Linked DNA regions of Bombyx mori: region 1 is linked to region 2. A link is a contact called in public Hi-C data. All regions are on one chromosome and are shown on one strand. The core of a region is the stretch at or near the end of the contact, and the rest is flanking DNA. Distances in the headings are between cores, read along the strand shown. Region 1 overlaps LOC105841465. Region 2 holds the start of LOC101745325 (R3H domain-containing protein 2).

Evidence for each region. Hi-C and Micro-C count contacts between places; a contact is called where the count stands out from the background.
Region 1: a contact with region 2 is called in a Hi-C map of posterior silk gland, with 4 times the contacts expected there. The contact joins the enhancer-like site here to the promoter of LOC101745325 in region 2. A contact is called at or near these places in 2 of 7 Hi-C or Micro-C datasets (middle silk gland and posterior silk gland).

What each region holds. Positions count from the first base shown.
Region 1 is chr2:1,284,475-1,290,864 of ASM3026992v2, reverse strand. LOC105841465 reads left to right here. Exons shown (of 4, transcript XM_012689400.4): 3 at 3,651-3,783; 4 at 4,049-5,878. The coding sequence ends at 4,206. Among protein-coding and RNA genes, the nearest start is that of Mir282, 14 kb to the right of the region's middle. Within about 2 kb of position 3,809, at least 8 of the 8 cell types and tissues checked have open chromatin away from gene starts, as enhancers often do.
Region 2 is chr2:1,246,189-1,252,778 of ASM3026992v2, reverse strand. LOC101745325 (R3H domain-containing protein 2) reads left to right here and starts at 2,091. Exons shown (of 32, transcript XM_012689408.4): 1 at 2,091-2,513.

The sequences.
Region 1 (6,390 bases), core at 2,560-5,059, 36 kb before region 2:
TAGGTGAGTTCACGGGGTTCAAGCCGGAGTGTTGCTAACACTGGCCCTAGCTAGGGCAGTGCTTCGCAGAATCTACCACCGTATCGGAAACGCGACCCACTGAGAAGATCCGGCGAGAAACTCAGTGGGCTGTGTCTGTGGGTTTCCATTCTCTTCTAGCAGCCGTCAAATCCGTCTCACTTCTCTCCCTCTCTCTTAACGTCATTAACACACTCCATCCATGTCTTCTTCGGTCGACCTCTTCCCCCTCTACCTTGCACTACTATTTTGTAACTACCCTCAAATCTGATTCATTAAACAGCCATAGTAATTAGCCTCGAGTGATTCAAATAAGAATTGAAATTGTTGTTAAGAGGTAATGATTTCTTTTAAGTACATTAAAAGCTCCTTATCCGCTCTTCCGACATTCGCGTTTTCACTATACGCGGATTAGAAAAACGCGACCCAATTCCTGTAATCGCGGCTAAAGATTTCTCTATTCGCGGATCTAATCGATACATCGGTACATACATATTTATAAAAAAGATTCCAATATGTAGTTACCCAACCGAATATCCTTTGTAAGCGCGTCGTCAAATGGACTAATAAAAAAGTAAAATAGACCTTATTAATTTACTGGTGGTAGGACCTCTTGTGAGTCCGCACGGGTAGGTACCACCGCCCCGCTTATTTCTGCCGTGAAGCAGTAATGCGTTTCGGTTTGAAGGGTGGGGCAGCTGTTGTAACTATACTGAGACCTTAGAACTTATATCTCAAGGTGTGTGGCGCATTTACGTAATAGATGTCTATGGGCTCCAGTGACCACTTAACACCAGGTGGGCTGTGAGATCGTCCACAGGTCTAAGCATTAAAAAAAAAATAAAAAAATATTACGACCATACCTAGGAACATATCCCCTATAATCCCATATATGTAAATTAACGCACTGTATAGGCTAGGTACCAGAGAATAACTAGGAAAAAAATTAGTGACAAAAAACGGTAAGAAAGTATAAAAGAATGACAGAGAAAAGAAACATGGCGAAGACGATTGAACAAACAAAGCGTAAAAAAGGTGTCATTTAATTTTTAATTATTATAATAGGGAAAGATTTCAGAAAAGAACATTAAAAGTACAACACCGGATCTTATTTTATGTGCCATGATCCCAATTATATATATATAATATGTTAATTAAACTGAAATAATATTGTGTTCAATTTCCTTTTCGGCACTTTCATAGGTCAATGTTAATTTTTATTTTTCAAAATCTAATTATTTATTTTTTATTATACTTTCGAAAATAACGCTTAGTATGTTAATTTATGAAAATAACGAATACTAATAATAATATATTTTTATATCTTGACGTGAGATGAACGTAATTTCAAAAATTTACAGAAATTATATATCTATACTTAATATTATAAAGCTGAGAGTTTGTTTGTTTGAACGCGCTAATCTCAGGAACTGCTGGTCCGATTTGAAAAATTCTTTCAGTGTTAGATAGCCCATTTATCGAGGAAGGCTACAGGCTATATAACATCACGCTAAGACCAATACAAGCGGAGTACCGATAAAGAATGTTTCAAAATCGGGTTTATTTTTTTCCTTTTGAGAGCTTCCGCTGCGTGCGCTGCAGAAACGGTTAAAGTTTCGCTAAAATAATGTATGACTGAATTGTTCCCCTTTAAAAGATCTAAAAAAAGTCTGCGACAGCATATGTCTATATGTTAAGGTTGGCTCACTATAACGTTTTTTATGCTAACCAAATTTGTTCTAAAATAAAGCCTTATTTCGTCTTCTCGCATTAAAACTGTATAATCTCAAAACTTACTAATTTTACAGGAGACTGTTTTAAAGGTTTAACATGCGATATTTTTAATATTTAATCATCTTTGCAACATTTATTTTTTATTTTGTACCAGTTACATTATCTGTCTTTTAAAGTAAGATATAAATTTATGTCTTAATTTTGTTAATAGTAGTCAAAACATAGGTAAACAAAAAAACAAAAAAAAAACAAAAACTTAACTACGCTCTTTTGACAGTATTTATTAGAAAAATACTGGTTATAACCAAATGATTCCGCATATATCAAATCAATTTCGAATATTTTTGGAGATTGTACGCTTTTAATGCGAAAAGACGATTTATGAATTATTTCCACGCTGACGAAGTCGCGGGCAAAAGTTAATTTAGTATAAAATTTTTTAGTGAAGAATCTAAATGAGAATTTTGAGGTTAGAGTACATTTTTTGCGCTATATTAATTAACTGGGCGACTGATTCATTTTGTGTTTGGTTTTTGTTTTTTACTCGCAAGTCCGGTGAAAGTGGCTTTCTTTGTCATATGACGTGTGAGTGTAACCTAACACGTGATATGTAAGGAGCGGGCCCGTTTTCGTATTCCAATATCCTGTGTGCTTAGTTATAGTTAGTGCGTGTAGACGCAGGAACGGAGGATATCCAAAAGAGAATTCGTTTTACTGTATAATTTCGTATATGAGTCGACTATTATCAAAGGCGGCAATCTGACTTTTGGACAATGATTGGTAAATCAGAAAAACGAATTATTGACTTTGTATTCCATCGGCAGTCACAAAACTCTTCGGAACGACATCTTAGATAAATAACAGGTTAACTATTAACCTTTATTTAATGCAGGTTTTGAACCGTATTCTTTGAAGGAGACGATTATATTCAAATCAATCTGTATTGACATATCAATAAAATTTTGTTGTCCAAATGCACAGATTGCCGCCTTTGATAATAGACGACTCATATTATCGATTTTACAAAAAAGGTGTATTATTTCGTATACCCTCGATTTTACAAAAAAGGCTGATAGTTCGTCACGTTAGAAAGTTATGAATAATATGAAGTGACACAAATGACATAGAATGACGTTTATGCTGTCAATGTGGTTTGACGTATGACGTTTATTGAATTTGTAGATGGCGCTTTCGTCGATGGCGACCATCATTAGCCAAAGGTGTTTTATCCAGAACCACAATATGTATTGTTTCTGAATAGTGCGAGTTATTTAATGTTCTCGATAGCGTAAAATTTAACTTGAAGTCGTCGTGGCGTAACGGATAAGACGTCCGGTGCATTCGTGTTGAGCGATGCACCGTGTTCGAATCTCAGGCGGGTACTAATTTTTGTAATGAAATACGTACTCAACAAATGTTCGCGACTGTCTTCCCCGGTGAAGGAATAACATCGTGTAATAAAAATGAAACTCGCAAAAATTATACCACCGCCCTGCCTAATCCTGTCGTGAAGAAGTAATCCGTTTCGGTTTGAAGGGTGAAGCAGCCGTTGTAACTATACTTGAGACCTTTGAACTTATATCTCAAGGCGGGTGGCGCATTTACGTTGTGGATGTCTATGGGCTCCAGTAACCACTTAACACCAGTAGGGCTGCGAGATCGTACACCCATCTAACCAATAAAAAAAATTACTCAATTTTGTATGCAGTTGAAACAGCGCCCCTAGCGGCAAACGTACGCAAACGATCCCATTCCATACAAATATGAGTTAACTTTTACGCTATCGAGAACGTTAAAAAACTCGCACTAAACACACTGGTCCCCACGTCTCTGATTATCTTCGAGAATCGTGACGTTACGAATTTCATTCGCGCTTATATCGATCGTATTATTTGCAGCTTGGGGCTCTGTTCGGCGCCAAAGGCCAGTACAGCGTGGCCTGGGAGACCCCGTATCCGCACGCGCACCAAAAGGAGATACATTTGCACATACACAACGGACACCACGAGCTCCACGGCGACAGCGCGCTAAGTAAGAAAAGCTAGAAAATACTATAAATAAGCGACATCTACCGCCCAATAGCGTAACTACGTTGCATCTGTTTATTTCAAGACACAATACGTTATAGAAAGAATTATACATTTATTAAATTAAATTATTTAACTATAATACCAGTTGTTTATTTACAATATTCAAATATCCATTGCGTAATTGCGGACGAGTCCACAAATCATAATTTTTCGTGTAGTTCATCCATTTAACAATAGGTGGCGCTGTAATATATTTTTACTTTTAGCCTCCTGGAACAGAGATGGCGCTGCGGGCGTTCAAGATGTGAACACGAATGTGCTAATGGATCCATACGCCGCCGGGCCCCAGACAATTAGCACTCCTTACGGTAACTACGTCAAAGTGGAACCAGCCGCTAACAATGGATTGACTAATATTTTTTAAAGAAAGCATACAAGTGCTCCTGGAAGCTACAGGGAATCATTGAGAAATTCGTCAGCAGTCATTCTAGATCTTTCTACAAAAGGTGATGCTTTAAACCTGAACCGCATTGCTTGTCTAGCTTTTGACATAATCAAGAAACATTTTTATCTAAAAGCTCTGATAAGTCGTGATCTTAAAGCCACTTCTCAATCACGCGTCATTAATAGAACTGACGTGATGATTAGATACATTGTTCATCAAGCCGAATTGTCGAAAATTTGTTATTGAGTATATAAAATCACTAGCCGTACTCGCCCGCTTCGCTGGGCATTTAAAATTAACATAATTATTTATTGTCATTATTATTAGGGAGTCTAACACTCATAGAAATATTAGCCTATCCATTAAGTACATGTATTTTCTACATGGATACCAAGTTTCAATATTAGTAAAAATATATTAAGTAGACAATATTAGTAAAGATATAGATTCGTAAGTAAATAATTTAGACTATTGTAAATATGATTGTAGCTAGCTCCAAGTGTCTATGATAAATGATATACCAATAATGAATTACATATCAATTAGTCCACTTTTTTTTATTGCTTAGAAGGGTGGACGAGCTCACAGCCCACCTGGTGTTAAGTGGTTACTGGAGCCCATAGACATCCGCAACGTAAATGCGCCACCTAACTTGAAATATAAGTTCTAAGGTCTCAAGTATAGTTACAACGGCTGCCCCACCCTTCAAACCGAAACGCATTACTGCTTCACGGCAGAAATAGGCAGGGTGGTGGTACCCACCCGCGCGGACTCGCAAGAGGTCCTACCACCAGTAAAACTTCATTATTATTGAGATAAATGATATACCAATAATCAAATCAAATCAAATCAAAAAAATTTTATTCAACATAAATGAAAGTACATACTTGTTGAACGTCAAAAGAACTACCGCCAATTCACAAGAACTAGCCTCCGTCCTGAGAAGAATTGGCAAGAAACTCAGCGGGCATGTCTTTTTTTTTACATATAGAATTATTATTTATTTATTTTTTAATATTATTATTTTTTTAAATATGAATTTTTTACACTGAGTATTATAACGTAACAATTACTACAATATTGAAATGCCCGGAGCGAGCAACTCATTCCCACTTTGTGCAATCTTCTAGATAATGATTGACTTTATAGTAAGCTTTATTGCACAGATGTTCTTTAATAGTTTTCTTAAACCTATGTATATGTAGGTTCTGAACATCATGTGGGATTTTGTTGTACAGGCGCACAGACAAACACCCGAATGAATTTCGTATCTTATGTAACCTACTCATCGGCACAACAAGCTTGTGTTTGTTCCTAGTATTTCTATTATGTATGTCCGACTGTTTAGGAAACTCCTCAATATGTTTACGAACATACATCAAATTTTCAAAAATGTACTGGGATGGCATAGTGAGAACTTTAATTTCTTTAAATTTCTCCCTCAGGGATTCCCTTGAGTGCATGTTATAAATAGCACGTAGAGCTCTTTTCTGCAGAATAAATATCATTTCTACATCGGCCGCATTGCCCCATAGCAAAATGCCATAGGACATGACACTGTGGAAGTAACTAAAGTAAACTAAACGAGCCGTGTCCGCGTTTGTTAACATTCTAATTTTTTTTACTGCGTATGCTGCAGAGCTGAGCTTACTCGCCAATTTATGGATATGAGGTCCCCACTGCAGTTTGGAGTCCACTGTTATACCAAGAAATACGGTTGACTCAACAAGCTCCAATGATTCCTCAGAAACAATTACATCACTATCCACTTGTCTCACATTTAAAGATGGTTTAATACATTTTAAAGTAAATTTAATACATTTAGTTTTCTTACTATTCAATAATAGGTTATTGATACGGAACCAATGAACCACACACGAAATCGCAATGAATGACATATCAATTAATTAGTCTACTCCATTATTAATGAGTATTTTAAAGGTATTTATATTTAGCGCTTATAAGGATAGATGTAGAATTTCAAGAGAGACGGGCAGATTTTTCATGATGCAGTGCGACGTCACGCCGCGCGCTTATTCACAAACACTACACAAGCGCAACGTGTGAATGTGTTGAACGCGCGCTACATGGTAGGTGGAGTGGGGGTGTCAGGTTATTTTCGTTACGGAATTTTTTGATTCAGTCGCCGCGCTCAAAGCCCGC
Region 2 (6,590 bases), core at 842-3,341:
AGGCCCACCCTGGGCTGTAAGGCCTAAGATGATTAATATTATAGTGAAAAATAAGCTAGACGAGCAAGCCGAAATCAAAAACTAAATAGGTATCTCTGCCTACATTACAGATTGCAAAGCTAAACACGCTGGCCGAATGCTAAAATCACAAATTCCAACACGAAACATCATAAGAACAACTTGAAATGAACACAAAACGTATCTTTAAGTATATGGCGATAAGGTAGGTGTTCGTATTCCATTACTAGACTACTTAGACGGGTTGTTGCGGTGTCCGCGTCGTGAAATGTTAGCTAGTTGAAAGCCAGTTTTGTTATTAAGTCGGAGTGACGTCATTTTACCTGTCCTCCGTTTCCTAGAAGGTCTAAGCTAACTCAATACACCGAATATGAAAATTATTTTGATGTGGCATTTCGTGATTTTATAAAAAAAAAATCCTACCTAAGCTGATAGCCTTGTGAGGCTATGTCAGCGTAACCGGTCGAGTAAGTGAGCTCACGGGGCTCAAACCAGGAGTGTTGCTAACACTGGCCGTAGCAAGAGCAGTGCTTTGCAGAATCTACCACTGGATCGGAAACGCGACCCACTGAGAAGATCCGGCGAGAAACTCAGTGGGCTATTTATCATTAAGAGTATGTAAAAGCTACAGTTATACAGTGTATGGATTATGAACTCCTACCTTAGGGTGCGCATGTGCGACTGGACGATCCGCTGATATTAGAAGAGGATCATGGGTACAAAGCATGGAATTTAGGGCCCAACTCACTAAATGACTACCCTGCACTCTCGCCCAGTCGACGGAGCCCTCAAGCCGAAGCCTTCGAAGCGAAGTCTTCAAAAGCTCTGGACATAGGCCGTGTGGCCCATGCAGCTGTTGTCCCCAGATACCACGCTGGGTCAGAACCAGCCTGCCAGATCGGGACGCGTAACATCGCCAACCAGTCGCACTTTTCACGATGATGGCATTTCTTCTTGACCTTCGCCGGAGGCAGGGAGGTTCGATCCCCTACCCAAAAAAAAATTGGCTCAACCTGCGAGAACACGTTAACACTAGTTTTACCAAGACTAGTGCTTCCCATTCCCTTGCAGAAACCATTTTAATATAATCTCTCTCTCTCTTGCAGTTAGAACAGCGCCGCTAGCACCAAATATAGGCAAGCGTAGCTCCATACAAGTTTAAGTTAGCTTTTACGCTATCAAGAACTTTAAAAAAACTCGCCCTAAGCACACTGGACCGCATTATATTCGCATCGTTATGCCACATCGCCACAAATCGTTTGTCCGTGTTTACGACCACGCGTTGTTGGATCATTCGTATTTTTGGGACCAATGTGTGGTATTTGAACGGCATTGCGATATACGTAGTCATGGCAATATTGCGACAACTAAGTTTTATCTAAAATTTATTTAACGTAGCCTTTACTGTGTATGTGTGTGTAGGCTATCTTGTCCATTTATAAATTTACTAGCCGTACTCGCCCGCTTCGCTGGGCATTTAAAATTAACATAATCATTGTCATTATTATTAGGGAGTCCAACACTCATATAAATATTAGCCTATCCATTAAGTACATGTATTTTCTACATGGATACCAAGTTTCAAGTCAATCGGATGCGTGGTTCAATAGTTATAACGGAACATCCGTAAAAACCACTGTAGATTTATATGTTAGGATAGATATGTTTGTTTAGATAAAATGGATTATGGTTTTTATTGATTTATTTAATTTATTTAAGCTACCACGGTCCTTATCCAAAGAAAATCATAAATATTGTGAAGTTTTGAAAGAAATTAGCATTTTAATTTTAATTAGGTACTTTTTTTTTATTGCTTTGATGGGTGGACGAGCTTACAACCTGGTGTTAAGTGGTTACTGGAGTCCATAGACATCCACAACGTAAATGCGCCACCCATCTTTAGATATAAGTTCTAAGGTCTCAAGTATAAACTTACTTTGCTTAATTCGCCACCTGTTGATGAGTAGGAAAACTAAAAATGCAGCACCACCTATGGTTTGTTTTGCTTTACTAAATGAACTGTTGAAATTTTATTTACTGAGCTTTAAGTGATAGCCACCAATAGATGGCAGCATAAAATTCGCAATGGAGTGCGCATGTCAAAAATACATGTCATTCACATTTCATTTTATTTTGTGATATCGCGAAAACGAGGTGATTTTGTTCGTAATTCGCGTACGCGGTGGTTTCAGGCATGAGCTCCAGCTTTTTGCGAGCCATCGTGTTAATTCATCTATACAATTAAGCGGACATTAAAATGTGCTGATAAACGGTGATTGAACTGACTGCAAATATTTTTTCACCATACCTCCTCGACTTTTCGCTTCTTAAGTTCCGCGCGAACATTTTTTGTGTTTTGGTTACATGAACATTATGTGATTTGTTTTCCGTGTTAACACTGAGTAGCAACTTCTATTTTTGACAACGTTCGTGCTAAATATAAAACTTTCCTTAGGCTGTTTTGATGAATTACATCGGGCGTGAGGTGGAATTGCGTAAGTAAAACATTATATTTTGTTTATTTCTGCTCTTCCTGGCTATATTTCTGTTCCTTGTTTTCCCTCTTCCTTTTGTTTCCCACAACAAAGTGATTACGGCAATTCAGAATTCAAAATTACAATACAAAGCGCAAGCCCGCCATAAATACAAATATTCAACTTTGCCATCAAATTTAACCTGTCAGTAATTATCTCCTTTACCTTTCTTACTTTACAAACTTATATAAGTACAAGTTTAAAAAATTTTTTATTACAAATGTTGATTTTCCAATGAGTAAATTACAATTTTAAAAAATATTACATAGGATGTCAGGTGAAGTTACAGTTGTATTGGAGTCAATGCGATATGGCCCTTTAAAATGAAGAATATTGTTGTCCAGGCTCACCAGTATGTATTAAGCTTGACATCCCTGTAATGGAATACTATAAATTAAGCAAAAATGATTAAGAGCATTATATTGTGAGTGATCCATGTAGATTTTAGTTTTGGTGACTGGCCTGTCTCTTGGAACCAAATAGAGTACAAAAACAAATAAATGGAAATATTATTACACTTAAATGTTAAATATTATATTATTATATAAATGGTCAAGCCTGCTGCCCGTAGACATACCGTGGAGAACAAAAGCGATGAGATGAAAGTATTGATAGCATATTCTTACTCTTCAAATTCTGACGCCCATCTGTATTGGCTCACAACACATACGACCAACAAAATATTAATTACGAATATTTTCCATTTAATTTTTTTAAACGTTTTCGTATGCTCACAGTTGGGCATTATCATCATAGAAATTACAGTGTTATTATTGGCTTTGATGAAAATAGAGTTTTGGGTAATTTTTTATTGTACATGCCATTTTATATGTGCATATTTGTCAACCTTTAACAGTAACACTACTAAGTAAACTATATAGCTAACCGTCGTGATATTAACAAAACATATGGACCGTTTATTTTGAAAGTGGTGTAAGTCCATTTTCTTTTGTTTCGAGAAAATTAAAGGTTACTTATATTTGTTGATTTAAAAATACAGGCAAATCATATGAGGTCTGGTTATGCCACCTACCTCTGTCAATTGAACTTACACCACTTTCAGAATCGATCATTATGCAATTTCATTTACCGACCGATTTTAAGTTGTACAAAACATGGGATTTTCTTGAGAAATTAGACACGGACTAGTTATATATAAAAAAAACATTACATTAAATTAAGCATGAATTGCATAATAGCTCATTTTTCTCAAAAATGTACTTACAACACTTTCAAAATAAACGGTCCATATGTCTCAATTTCCTGACAAACATAAATGTGTATGGTGGATATTAATTCTCAATATTAAAATTATAACAACCAAAATTCTAATATACAAGGGACTTCGGTATAGTTTATTAAACACAACGTATAAAAGCTTACACGAAAATACTTAAGGCTACTGACAGAAAGATGTATCCTTCATGAATAGCGGTACTCTTAGGAGTACTAGTCTAACTGTCTAGACAATTCTCCCAATTTTTACCATGAATGAGGAGAGCTGAAGAATAGGCTCAGTGATATGCGTGACAATGTACCTATATAGTTTGTAAATTTCCAAAGATTTTATATAAGCATTCTATTATTAAAGTAAAAACAAATTCAGTGCACTCGTTCATTAAGTTATTGTCATCTTTATGGTTCCTACTTACAACCCGGTATCACTCCTGATTCTACCCAATTTAAATTTAGAATTAAATGAACATACTTTTTTTTTTTTTTTTTGATTGAAGAATTACTGGTGGCCCGGAGGCCTTTCCAGTTTCACCAGGACAGGTGGGCGAGCAAAGGCTCAGCCAGGAGGGGTGGGATTTGCTAACAGCTACCCGAGCGCCTCCGAAGGAAACCTAACAGCTCAAGAGCAGCTGCTTCGCGAATGAATCTACTACCGGATCGGAATCGCGACCCGCTGAGAAGATCCGGCGAGAAACTCAGCGAGCTGATTCATGGGTTAGGTTGCACGGCGAACTCTTTGTCGAGTTCGACGAGTACGGTTACCGGGGTTCCTCAGCCTGCTCCTAGTGTTAGAGCTGAAGGTATCTAATGCAAGAGTTATTGGATCTGATGGATCCGTAAGGACGTGTAATGAACATACTCAAAATGATCGCCATAGTTCAGGTTCAAGAATATTATGAAAAAAATTAAATTTTTGACCAATCTCTAAGATTAATACTGAATTTAAAAACATCAGAGATTCATGAGAACTGAATTAGTAATCTTTGTGTAATGCTGAAACAGACATATAACAAAACAAACAAACATACATACAAATAAAACTGTTATATCTAGTCAGGCCCATTCAACATCATACTATTATGTTTAAAAAATAATAATCTAATATTAAAAAAAATACATGCCTGCTGCGTTAGTTGAAGAAGCCGTCGTGGCCTAACGGATAAGACGTCCGGTGTATTCGTGTTGAAGCGATGCACCGGTGTTCGAATCCCGCAGGCGGGTACCAATTTTTCTAATGAAATACATACTTAACAAATGGTTGACGATTCACTTCCACGGTGAAGGAATAACATCGTGCAATAAAAATCAAACCCGCAAAATTATAATTTGCGTAATTACTGATGGTAGGACCTCTTGTGAGTCCGCGCGGGTAGGTACCACCACCCTGCCTATTTACGCCGTGAAGCAGTAATGCGTTTCGGTTCGAAGGGTGGGGTAGCCGTTGTAACTATACTGAGACCTTAGAAGGTGGGTGGCGCATTTACGTTGTAGATGTCTATGGGCTCCAGTAACCACTTAACACCAGGTGGGCTGTGAGCTCGTCCACTCATCTAAGCAATAAAAAAAAATATAATAAAATTATTGATAATTATAAATTTGTGTTTAAGCCGTAAAAGCATTCAACAACATGTTCTGTTCAATTTTATTGTGTACAAATTATTAATATTAATAATTACTGGTGGTTGTACGTCTGGTGAGTCCGCGCGGGTAGGTACCACCATCCTGCCTATTTCTGCCGTGAAGCATTCGGCGTTTCGGTTTGAAGGGCGGGGCAGCCGTTGTAACTATACTGAGACCTAAGGGCGTGGATATCACGAGATAATCACGTGACGTATTATTCTGCTCCTGTTGCTAATACGACGAATGAAAAAAAAAACATAATCAGAGAAAATATTGGCTGAACCCATACCTTCTATAATGAACCATGACGGAGGTCATTTTAAGAGGAAATATGAAGCGCGATCCATGCTAAGACAGAAACTGTATTGGAAACTATGGTTACTGCCATGTGCCGGTGCGGTGCACCGTACACTTCACCGTGCCGCGCCATCTCAACGGTAGCCGGTGCCGCACCGTATACATGTGTCCACGCCGTTAGAACTCATATCTCTAGGAGGTTGCCGGCATTTACGTTGTAGATGCCAATGGGCTTCGGTAACCACTTAATACCAGGTGGGCCGTGAGCTCGTCCACCCATCTATACAATAAAATAAATTAAAAATCAAGTTTAATGGTTTCCTAGGCGGTTCATTGTATACACGAATATTTAATGGTCAATTTCTAGTGAAATAAATAAGTATGTAATGTGGGTAGATCGGAATGAAGTATCTATATATTAATACGTGAAGCAAAATCTTTGTATCCCTTTTTACGAAAATTGCGCGGACGGAGGAGTGTGAAATTTTCCACACTTATAGAGAATATAGAGAAGAAGTGCACAATGCTGATATTTTTTAAAAATAATGCATAAAGGATACATTGAATCAATAAAAAAACCATTACACACACTACATATCATGTATTTGACGCACACACGCATGCATACTATTTATTGTCAAACTTTTGTTCTTGACGTCTGTTGTCAAATTGAGAATAGATTAAATATTGTTTGTCTTTGTTAATATTTTTTATAGTGTAGTCTTGGCGAAATTTGTGATTATAGAAGTATAAAATACAATCATAATAGTGTACAAACTTACAATTCCAATTAATTATAGTCGAATTTCGACTACTGCGGGACCTCTAGATAATTTTAATACACTGTATTGACATGGACACATGAGTGCTATCTATCATTTAATC